Linked DNA regions of Mus musculus: all the other regions are linked to region 3. The links are chromatin contacts, called in public promoter capture Hi-C maps. All regions are on one chromosome and are shown on one strand. The core of a region is the stretch at or near the end of the contact, and the rest is flanking DNA. Distances in the headings are between cores, read along the strand shown. Region 1 overlaps Zc3hav1 (zinc finger CCCH type, antiviral 1). Region 2 holds the start of D630045J12Rik (RIKEN cDNA D630045J12 gene). Region 3 holds the start of Tmem213 (transmembrane protein 213).

Region 1 (3,823 bases), core at 444-2,943, 210 kb after region 3:
AAGTGTCCAGGGACGTGCTGGCTGGCCAGTCTCACTGGTGAGCACACTCTAGTGTCAGCTAGCAACTGTCTCAAGGTAGATTGAGGACAGCATACCAATGTCAATTTTTGCCCTCCACCCGTACCAGAATTGGTGAGGTCACAGCACACATGCGCACACACATAACTTTTATATAATTTGTTTATTTTTATCTTATGTGCACTGATGTAGTTTCAGACAGTCGTGAGCTGCTATGTGGAACCAAACTCTGATCCCCTGGAAGTCAGTTCTCTGAACCGCTGAGCCACCTTTCCAGCCCCCACACAACATTTCTTTAAAAATAGAGGCAGGGCCGGGCGTGGTGGCGCACGCCTTTAATCCCAGCACTCGGGAGGCAGAGGCAGGTGGATTTCTGAGTTCGAGGCCAGCCTGGTCTACAAAGTGAGCTCCAGGACAGCCAGGGCTACACAGAGAAACCCTGTCTCAAAATAAATAAATAAATAAATAAATAAAATAGAGGCAGGTACACTTAAATAGTTGAAAAGCAGCTTGGGGATAAATCAACTATCAAAAGTAATTTCAAAGAGAATGGGAAAATAGACCGTGAAATGGGTATTACTTGGCGTTTAATGAATTGTTGACAATTTTGTTAGATGTACACATGTGTTGTCACAGAGTCTGACACTAGGAGGAAAACAAACCAAAGCAGCTTTCACTAACTGAACACCAGTCGCACGGGCCATTGTTCCAGGCTCTGAAGGTGATCTCAGCAGGGAACGTGCTCTTGCCCTCGTGCCTTTGTGTGGAAGAGAGGGGGCAGTGTGGCCCATCTGCCCAAACCCCAGGGGCTAATAATGGACGGAGGACAGGTGTGAGCTTAGGTGACCTAGAACCTGAACCAATCCTGCACGCACATCCCTCCCGGACATGACTTCCTGCCTATCCCAGATTCGAGCACTTTCTAGACGTCATTTTCACGTTGCCTGGTGATAGATAACCCACCTTGGGCTCTCATAGCTACAAGAATCTAGAACAGCTTGGTTTTTACACCTGCCTTGACTCATATATCACACACCCCTAGAGGGGAAAAAAATCCAACTGCAAAGTTTTCGAACAATGAGATTTTACTGAGTTTCATAGAGACAGGCAAGTTACAATGAATTCCCCACAGCAAAACCCACCTTGAAATGCCCCATGGGTACAATGATTACAAGTCGATTAAATCTAACACCAATGCCTTTAGTGAACTTCATCTCTCCAGCTCTTTCCCCAGGCTACTAACTTAAGCCTCTTTCTCAGCCTCCTGTCCTCTCAGCACAACCAAAGACACAGAGAGGACCCCCAACAAAACAAAAATCCAGTGTATACACTTGTACACTCCTTGATCCAGCCAGTCGCAGCTGGAGCAAGTAAGGCCCAGAGTGCAGATGAGAGCGAGCAGCTAAATAGCCTGTAAGCTAAAGGCGGATGCTGGTTTCATGGTATAGCATCCCTTCCTCCTACACTCTAAACCCAAGGCCTTGTATCTGTTACACAAAGCTTAACCAAGTGCTTGCACTCCCTAGTCCCCTGGCCAGGAAACTTTCAGTTATGTCACACTGCTTAACAATTTCCTTACTCATAGATAAATCAAACAGAAACTACAGTAAGACAGAGGCAGGAACTTCCCAAGAACACAGACCTCCAGATGCATGACACAGCATGACGCAGCATGACGCAGCAAGATCATGGCCTGAGCTAACAGCTGCTGAACACTTACTCTGGACCTCTTCTCTTCTGCTCCACATCCTTCGAAGAAACAAAAACTGGCCTTCTCACAACATGCCTTTGAGTCTTGGAAGCTATATTCGTCTGAATCATCCCTTTAAAAAAAATAAAATAAAGATCAAGACTTGATCCTAGAAAATGATTCATATTTTTCCAGGTCATTTGCACAGCATTCATGATTGAATCTTTTTCTTTATTTCTTCTTTTTTTTTCTTCTTTTCAAGACAGGGTTTCTCTTTAGCCTAGGCTGTTCCAGAACTCACTTTGTAGACCAGACTAGCCTCAAACTCACAGAGATCTACCTGCTTTTGCCTTCTGATTGCTGGGATTAAAGATGTATGCCATGAATGAATCTTTCATGTACAAACAGAGAAGGGTACTTTTAGATAAATGAATTGTAGACCTGGTTCAAAATTCCAAGAGTGACTTTTTACAATTACCATGCATTGCTATAAAATAACATTTCTTTTTGGAAAATAGTTAAATAGCTTCTCAGAAAGCCCAACATATTCAGGAACTCCACCCAAACAAGTGAGAACCTATATCCACACAAAAATAGCTGCATTATTGATAACCAAACACTGGAAAACAACGGGTGAATGAATAAACTATAGAATGTATTCCTAATGGAATATTATTCAGATGTTAAAAGGGAAGGCAACATAAATGATTCTAAAACCCACTATTATAAGTGAAAGAACCCAGCTAGGTGTGAATATATACTTTGAGAATCTATTCATAGCTGGGTAGTAGGTGGGCCCTTAATTCCAGCACTCCAGAGGCAGAGGCAGAACTCTGTGAGTTCGCATCCAGCCTGGTCTATATAGATTTCCAGGATAGCCAGGGCTACATAGAGAAACCTCGTCTTGGGGGGGAGGGGGATTAATTTGAAGTTTTAAAAATGGTAAAATTGACCTATAGGAACTTATAGCAAAGTAGCCATATTTTTGTCATGGAGTAAAAGATGGGTTCCAGATGTCATAAACCAGTGAGGTCAGGGCTAGGCACGCCTTTAATCCTAGCACTAGGGAGGCAGAGGCAGGCGCATCTTTGTGAGTTCAAGGAGAGTCTACAAAGTAAGTTCCAGGATAGCCATGTAGAGAAACCCTATCTCAACATCTCAATACACACACACCAAGAAAGAGAGAGAGAGAGAGAGAAAGACAGACAGACAGACAAAAAGAGGCAGGGCAAACTTTGGGACAGATGGAAAGTGTCATGCCAACTGCATAAGTGAAATGGATCGTTTTTTTTTTTTTTTTTTTTTTGAGACAGGGTTTCTCTGTATATAGCCCTGGCTGTCCTGGAACTCACTTTGTAGACCAGGCTGGCCTCGAACTCAGAAATCCGCCTGCCTCTGCCTCCTAAGTGCTGGAATTAAAGGCGTGCGCCACCACTGCCGGCCAAATGGATTGATTTTACTGCGACATTAGGACTCAGTAAGGTTAATAGAACAAGGCCAAGAAAATTAAAAGGGTAAACTGGCTATTGCTGCAATGATGCTCAAAATCTCCCCATGGGTCTGATGTTAAGAAAGGAGGTGGGGGGCAGGAGAGATGGTTTAACAACCAAGAACACAGACTGCTCATCTAATGGGCCCACATTTGATCCTCGTCACCTACGTGGTAGCTTACAAATGTCTTTAAATCCAGTTCTAGGTGCCCTCCCTCTTCTGGCCTCCATGGGCAACAGGCACACAGTTTTATAACATGTAGGCAAAATATCCAAACACATTAAAAAAAAAAAAAAGTCCAGGGCTCAAGAGATGGCTCTGGGATTAACAACTGCTTTGCTTATAGCATTAATCTTAAAAATTTATTCATATTTTAACCAAAACATATAAAATAACAAATCTGATATACAATGATTTTCACTTAATAATAACCAATTCAGTTTTTGTTTGTTTTGATTTTGGAGGGGGTGTTATTTTGTGTTCGGGTGGGGTCTCACTATGCATCCCTAATAGCCTCAGAACTCACAAAGATTCTCCTGCCTCTGACTCCCAAGGGCAGAGATTAGACATGCCCTGGGTCCCCATTAGGGTTTTGTTTGTTTGTTTATTTTTGGTTGTTGTTTT
Region 2 (3,635 bases), core at 463-2,962, 140 kb after region 3:
GATGCTAGCTAAGGTAGGCAAAGTTTCTGCAGCCACTGCACACACAGCCTAAAAAGAGGCCCACTCTGTCAACCCTACCTCTGCTGTGGCTCCCTGAGGCAGCGTTCCACCCAGCTAGCGGAAATCTCTGGAGGCTTCGGCTGTGACCCCGGCCTGTGGGTCACGGAAAGAAAAAGGGGAATGGAGAGCTATAGCAATTCCTCTCATCATCCAGGCGGTGACCTTGAGCAAGATGCTTCTGCCTCGATTTCCTCCTGATCGAGTGAATGGGTCCCAACCTGTGCTCCCTTAAGTCCGTTCCTCGCTTGTATTCCACCATCCCCTTTGTGGCACTAGTTATAATGCCCACAGTCGGGCCTAAGGGACACCTTCAAATGCGTTCTACTTCCTTCAAACCACTTGGCAGTCCTCTGGCCCTGCTCCCACAAGCAGGCAGGGTTCTGGGCTGCTTTCATGGCTTTTCTGTCTCTCCTGAGCAGTGAGAAGAAGCTCTCCACCTAAACTGCTCCTTTCTCCTTTCCTTTCCTACCCACAAAGCAACCAAGCACGTGTGGGCTGGGGCAATCACAGGATGCACTGTGTCACCTCAGAGATGGTCTCCAGTCCAGTGCAGTGCGTGCTCAGGATGGATAAATAAACATTTCGGGGAAGCAACATGAATTAAACCATTTCCTCAACAAACAAAACCCACCCACACGCCTCATAAATCATGTCTCTTAATCCCATGCTGATGAACAGTCACTAAATTGCATCTATTATAAAAACCAACCATGACTCCTTTCATGCCCTGACACTTCAGACTCAAAATATTTTCACACTCCATTGTAATGCCTTTGTGGAGGTAATACCAATAGCTAGTTCCCTGGAAAGATCCATGGCCAGGGCGCTTTCCAAGAGATTTTTTTCTTTGAATGTTCTTTGTGTCCTGGCGCACTGGGGGACACAGCCAGCTTGCTTGCATCTGGGGTAACACTGGGTGTTCACGGCAATGCACAACTGCTCTTCTGCACACACCAGATGCATCCCTTTGCCCCAACAATAAAAGTATCCCAAAACATTCGCTACGCCACATTCACACAACCGTGCACAAACACAATTCCAGTGCCTGCATTTTGCAAAGGGGAAAAAGAAAATAGGCATCTTCGGAGCAGAAACCACCAAACCCGCCTCGGGCAACATGGTTCACGGAAGACTAGGTTGCAGACCTTTTAGCAAGACCGGTCAGAAACCGCTCGCTCTTTTTTCCTTTGGATTTATTCCTCTCCTCCATGCCTTTATTTGCAGGGCCCAGGAAGAATAGGAAAGCATCTCCAGCAAGGAGGGCGAGGGAGCGGTGAAGAATAAAAGAGGATGGGCGGGTGGGGAAGCCAGGGGGTGACGAGCGCGGCAGAGAAGGCGGCCAGGGTGGCGGCCGCGTCCCGGGGGGCTCCGCGAGGCTTACCTGGGGCGCACGAGGCCGGCCCGGCGAGCAGCAGCAGCCAGAGGCCGGGGAGCAGCAGCCCCGGGCGGCGGTGGCGGGAGGAAGGCCCGCGGCCGCACCGCTCCGGCACCAGTGCAACCCTGGCGCGGGGCTCCCGCTCCATGGCCACGCGTCGGCTCCCCGACACCCCGGCCTCCGGGCGTGGGCGCGCTCAGGCCCGGGACGCCGGCGTCCGCTGCGGCGGAGACTGGGCGCCTAGCACCGGCGCGCAGCGAGGCCGGCGAGGCGGGGGCGGGCCGGGCCGGATCCGCGGACTGGGGCCGCTGCACGCCGGCCGCGCCGCTCCGCCCCCTCCCGAGCCTCGCAGCCGCTGCCGGGCAACGCACGGCCCCGCGCGGGGAGGCGAGCACCACCTCCCGGCCGGCCCGGCGCCTGCCTGCGGGCGGCCCGGCGGAGGGCGAGGCGGGACCCGGTCCCCGCCCTCCCACAGGACCCGCCTCTCAGGAGGGCGCCCGGGACGGCGCCGCCCCGCACCCGCACCCCCGGGGCCCTAGAGGAACGGTCGCAAACCGGGTGATTCCGGAGCACGCTCCTCCCGAGCCGCCCACGCGGGGCGGGCAGCAGGTGTGTGTGCGGGGCGGCCGTGGTCCCTGGCAGACCCCGGGCTGCTGAGCGGACAAAGCCGAGAGAAGTCGGCTCTCTTTCCCAGAGCCCGCGCGCTGGAAAAGAATGGGGAGGAGGCACACAGGGCTCAGCCCATCCTTTGCCTTTCCAGAGCTGTGCCACCTTGTTGGCAAAGGTGGGCCTTTGGTAAGACCTAGGCCTACTGCCCTGAGCTTAGTGAGTCTTCAGAAAGGGGCTACTGAAGCTGAATCAAAGTGGACAGACACAAACACACAGATCCAGGCCTTATTTTTTAAAAAAGAAAGTAGCACCAATATATGATGAAAAAGACCTTGTTGGGGGTTAGTTTCCTGGGGAAATGGGGGTGTGGATGGGAGTTAGCATGTGTCTCTGTGCTAAGAGCCAAGTGCATTAACTCTGAAGGCCGAATAAGGTTGGAAGGTCCTAGAACACACTACAATTTTGGACAGTTGTATTTCAGAGGTTGCACCAGCCGTGGTCTGCAAGCCGTGCATAAGAGAAGTATCTTGTTGAGTGAGAAACTATGACAGACAGTGGGAAATGTCAGCCATCCAGACTGGCCAAGGATCAAGGTTGCTCTTCAGTGAGGTAGGCAAAAGACCCAGAAAGATGCTACCCAGTTTTGCTGGGCAAACTCATCTATCTAGGCAAAGAATCAGAAGTTCCTGTTCTGAAAAAAAAAAAAAAATAGGCACCTGTTAAATTTCAGGGAAGATGAGAATCTAGGTTATAAGCTTTTGTTGATGACCCTAATTTTTGCGTTCCATTGTGTCACTTGTCATAAGCAACCCCCATACATTGCTCTCCTGCTCCCCCAGACATATACATTCTTGGAGTTGTCTCCAGCATACCCAAGTAGAGAGTTTGCTTGTCTGAGCATGTTTGCACCCTGACCACAATAGCCCTAGGTATGGCTCCCCTCTCCTCGCTTTTCTCTGAATTACTCACCTGGCCACGGGGCACAGCCTGGAGCAGCTCTTGACATTTAGTCCTATTGTGTTGTTATTTTTTATGAACTTGTTAGTCCACACATACACACACACTAAGTTAAAATGACGTTCTAACATGTTATCGCCCCACACAGGATCCCCCACGGCTCCAGGAAGATTTCATTATATATTTATTGATGGGAATCTATGTGTCCTTTACAATTGGCCTCAGCCTCCAGGAAGTTCCCAACTGCACTAGACAGTGGGAGGAAGAAATCTCCCACACCATTCTGAGTCAACTCAGACACTGCTAGAAATTAACAAAAATGCAACCTTGGGCTAACAGGAAGGACCCCAGGGCATCAACTTTCTAAGGAAAAGGGGATCCCCAGAGTCCCTTGGTCTCTCTGCTCTCAAAACGTAAAACCAACCTCTGTAGGGAATTAGAGCATTCTCCCTCAGTGTCTAGCAAAATGACTCCCAGGGCTCAGCTGGCAGATAGTGTGACTCTGCAGATCCAGCAGGAATGAATGCCAAAGGGAAGCAGAAGTGTGTGTGTGTGTGTGTGTGTACTCATGTGTGTGCATACACAAGTGAACATGCACGCCCCCACACCTAGTCACACCTCTGTGCACATTTGT
Region 3 (3,652 bases), core at 564-3,063:
CGATCTTCGCGCTCTCATCTCTTAATTCCTAGCATTACGGGAGTGAGACGTGATCGCCTTTTGCAGAGCTTTCAGTGAGCTAGACTGCAGCCATAGTGATCCTTACTGGGCTGTGTGTAGGTACACAGGGGATAAAGTTCTGAGCTAGCCCTGCTGCCACTGGAAGAACCCATCAACTCCCATCTGCATATGCAAACGTCAACATGCAGCTAGACGTCACTTCCTCTGTATGCTCCTCCCCTGCCCGCCCCCCCCCCCCCCCCCCCCGCTCCAAAATAACCACTATCCCTCCCCTCTTTCCATTACTGTCTTTCCATACTGCATTCAAGTTCTTCCTTGCTTGGTCTCTGATGGAGTGTGCGCTCCTCAAGGACAGAAACCATGTCTGTTACCTCAGAGTCTCAAATGGCGCTCCTGGGCGCTTTTCACCCTCAGGGTTGAGTGTGGAACACACCGATGCAACACACCGATGTCAGCTCCCTCTTCTCCGCTTTCACTTCCTGAGATTTCAGTTACTTGGCCTCAGTTATACGCTGTTCATATTAAGTGGAAAATTCCAGAAGCAATTCCTAAATTGTTATTATTGTTGTATTTATAAGCAAGACTCCTTTTTAAAAATTTTATTTCATGTGTATTGGTGTCAGATACCCTGGGACTGGAGTTACAAACAGTTGTGAACTGCCATTGTGTGCTGGGGATTGAACCCAGGTCCTCTGGAAGAACAATTAGTACTCTTAACCACTAAGCCATTCCTCCAGCACCCACTATTTTGTTCTTGGAGACAGAGTTTCTCTGTGTAGCCCTGGCTGCCCTGGAACTCACTCTGTAAACCAGGCTGCTCTCAAACTCAGAGATCCATCTCTCTTTCAGGCATGCCGAGATCAAAAGCATGCTCTACCACCACTACCACAACCAGGCATTCCTAAGTTTTAAATAGTACATAATACATTGTTATAATTGCTGCTTAATTATTAGTTGTGTTAGTAATCTTACTATAACCATAAATTAAACGTTACCATAGGTATGCATTTCTAGGAAAGTGCGTACGTGCAATGCATGCGCGTGTATTCCAGCAGTATTCATGGTTTCAAGCATCCACTTGAGTTCTTGGAATGTACTGCCTTAGGTAAGGACACTTAAGAATACTGTCAGTCAAACATTTAGGCTAAAAGCAGCAGTCACAGATTGCCACTACTCAGTTCAGGACCTTCACACAGCCTCCCTCTTGCTTCCTGACACAGGCACAAATCTCCCTATCCAGAGTGGGACCAAATTTATCTATGTCAGGGTCACAGTGGGCTTCAAAGGAGTTTCCTACTGCAGGGCCTCTTTCTCCTCTCCACCTGTCAAAATCCTATGCATTCCTCAAGGCCCTGTCTGAATGTCATTTTGCTCCCTAAAGTGTCTCATCAGCAGAGGTGACTGGACTCTTGTTGCTGATGCCCAGAGTCCTTAGTCATGCAATCACTTCCCAGGTTGCTCAGGATCTTGGGTTTCTGTAATGCCAACACGCTAAGCTGGGGTGTTTGCAGGTTATAGCATAGTTCAGTGCACACAGCTGCAGGTAAGCAATAAATAATTGATAATTACTCAAATCAATAAGTAATTGATTTAGAGAATCTACACTATGCCTGCAGCTGAAGCAACAGCAAGTGCAGGTCTAAGGGAATCGCCTCCCTCTTCCTCAATGGGAACTCTTGTCTCAGGGAAGGAGGCCGGGATTGCCCCTCCCCTCCCCCAGCCACAGTTACAGAGGCAGGTGTGACAGGCATTTCACCTGGCTCCACCTTCTTTCTTTACCCCCAAACACTGAACAGACTCCCAGTTCCTGCAGGACAGGAGTCACCTCAAACCCAGCACACACAGGACACATGTTCTCCACCCCAGGGCACCTCTGCAGCAACATGGCCCAGTCAGGTGTCTTCCTCCGAAACCCTGGGCACCTCACCTCTGCCCCGCAGGCCGCCCTCCTCTTCAGCCTGGTCCTCACCTCCTTCCACTTATCCTGCGGTACAGGTAACAGTAGTTCTGAGCTAGTTCTTGGCCACCTTGGAAAGGGGAGGGCAGGACTCAGGGAAGGGGAGGATTCCTTGGCCAGGGTTGGTCCTGCCCAGAGGAAAGAGGAAACGGGAGTCCCTTCCCTGGAGGATTAGAAACAGAGCCGGCAGGGGTGGGAGTCAGCTGGGGGCGTCTTGGGTTCCTGGCAATCAATTCCTTTGGTAGGACAGCAGCAATCACCCCTGTTGACCCTTGCCACAAAACAAAACACAACAAACAAATTTGCCAATTTGCCAGCAGGCATCTCACTCATCAGGGGACCAAACTTGTAGAAAGGGGTACGGCTGGCTCCCCTGCTATTTCCCATAGCTCTTCCAAGGCTCCCTCAGGATGGACCCTCACCTCCCCTTAGCACCGCCGCAGAGGCTCCTTCCAACCCGGACTGCCCGGGCCAATTTGAAACTGGACCGCTGCTACCTCGGCTCTCTAACCTCCTCCTACCCCTCCCCCTCCCTGCGCCTCCTCAGGGCTGGCATCAGAAGCACAGCACAGTTTCTCACCCTGGGTAGTTTCTTTTCTCACATGGGAAGAGGCTTAGCTTTCCTAGCTGGGTTCTACACCTGAGCATCTAGCAGTCTGGCTTCGTCTCTCCTGATCCTGGCACTGACCTTGTCTCAAGCTTCCTTGGAGTGACCCCACTCCCTGGCACACCCTTCTCAATACTCTGTCATCCTGAGTCTCTAGTCTAGGAACTGTCAGAAGGCTCTTGGGACCCTTCAGAGCTACAGAACCTTGACGCCTCTCTCCTCATCTTGCTTATTAGCTGTGTGATCTTGAGCAAATTACTTTACCTCTCTGTGCCCCAGATTCCTTGTTTATAACACTGGGGAGTCAAGGGTGGTTTGTGATTTATTTTGTAAAGAGGAGATGAGTCACAGCTTGTAAATAATTTACAACAAAACAAGCACACAGTTAATGCCAGCAGCTATGATTATTATCAATTTATCAACCACATACTGATACATTGAGGGGGCGAGGTTTTATGGTTGTTCTTCTTCTGTTTACCATGACAGTGCCTTTTGGGTCTCCCCTAGTTCACCAATCCCTGGTTGGTTCTTAGAACACTGAAGGGTGATATTCAAATATAAAGCCCCTGATAAAAAGAGAGTTTTGACCTCTAAGAATCGCAACCTCACAGGATTCAAGCTAATACTGGCATCTCGTTAATTTTCCCCCCATTCATTTACTCTGTCCTGAGAATACTCCCACCCTAGGTGGAGAGACAAGCTAATGACATGACTTGGTTTTGAAGGGAATTTCTAATGTCCAGGAATCAGTTTCTCCAAAACTGGGCTCCACTCTAAACTATGTAAATGATTTACAACACTAGTCAGATTGTATCAAGGTTATTAGCATACTTTAGGCGGGATGGCGGGACTGGGATTGGGTGGCAGCAGTTCTATGGCTGTGGTTGAGTAACAACTTTCTTCCTTAATTCCCCTGCCCTGTGTAAACACCACCTCTGAAGGACAAGCTGACCCACGGGCAGTGGGGCATTAAGAGCTCTAAGCCCTCCTTTCCATTTTCAAGTAGACAGTCATAGAATTTCCCGAAAGGCTCTTCAAAAGTCAGTCTCTTGGGCAGGGGCACGGCT

The links. Promoter capture Hi-C pulls out the DNA fragments that hold promoters and counts their contacts.
Region 1: a contact with region 3 is called in a promoter capture Hi-C map of stem cell-derived epiblast-like cells, with 2.0 times the contacts expected there. The contact joins the enhancer-like site here to the promoter of Tmem213 in region 3. A contact is called at or near these places in 8 of 39 promoter capture datasets (3T3-L1-derived adipocytes, cranial neural crest, embryonic stem cells and 3 more), 1 of 484 Hi-C or Micro-C datasets (nephron progenitors), 4 of 115 datasets of contacts at active chromatin or transcription factors (embryonic stem cells and kidney) and 2 of 9 other capture datasets (embryonic stem cells and pancreatic islet).
Region 2: a promoter capture Hi-C map of epiblast stem cells shows a contact between it and region 3, with 4 times the contacts expected there. The contact joins the promoter of D630045J12Rik here to the promoter of Tmem213 in region 3. A contact is called at or near these places in 7 of 39 promoter capture datasets (the 3T3-L1 cell line, embryonic stem cells, epiblast stem cells and 3 more), 5 of 115 datasets of contacts at active chromatin or transcription factors (all in embryonic stem cells) and 2 of 9 other capture datasets (adipose tissue and liver).

What each region holds. Positions count from the first base shown.
Region 1 is chr6:38,314,583-38,318,405 of GRCm38.p6, forward strand. It overlaps Zc3hav1 (zinc finger CCCH type, antiviral 1), which reads right to left. Exons shown (of 13, transcript NM_001347122.1): 9 at 1,739-1,841. Among named protein-coding and RNA genes, the nearest start is that of Zc3hav1l, 17 kb to the left of the region's middle. Within about 2 kb of position 1,694, at least 28 of the 459 cell types and tissues checked have an H3K27ac peak or open chromatin away from gene starts, as enhancers often do. A contact at or near this core is called in stem cell-derived epiblast-like cells, where this site is marked.
Region 2 is chr6:38,252,427-38,256,061 of GRCm38.p6, forward strand. D630045J12Rik (RIKEN cDNA D630045J12 gene) reads right to left here and starts at 1,713. Exons shown (of 20, transcript NM_194061.3): 1 at 1,442-1,713. The coding sequence starts at 1,583.
Region 3 is chr6:38,107,540-38,111,191 of GRCm38.p6, forward strand. It overlaps Tmem213 (transmembrane protein 213), which reads left to right and starts at 1,814. Exons shown (of 3, transcript NM_029921.1): 1 at 1,814-2,016. The coding sequence starts at 1,872. The region is part of intron 1 of Atp6v0a4 (ATPase, H+ transporting, lysosomal V0 subunit A4); the gene reads right to left.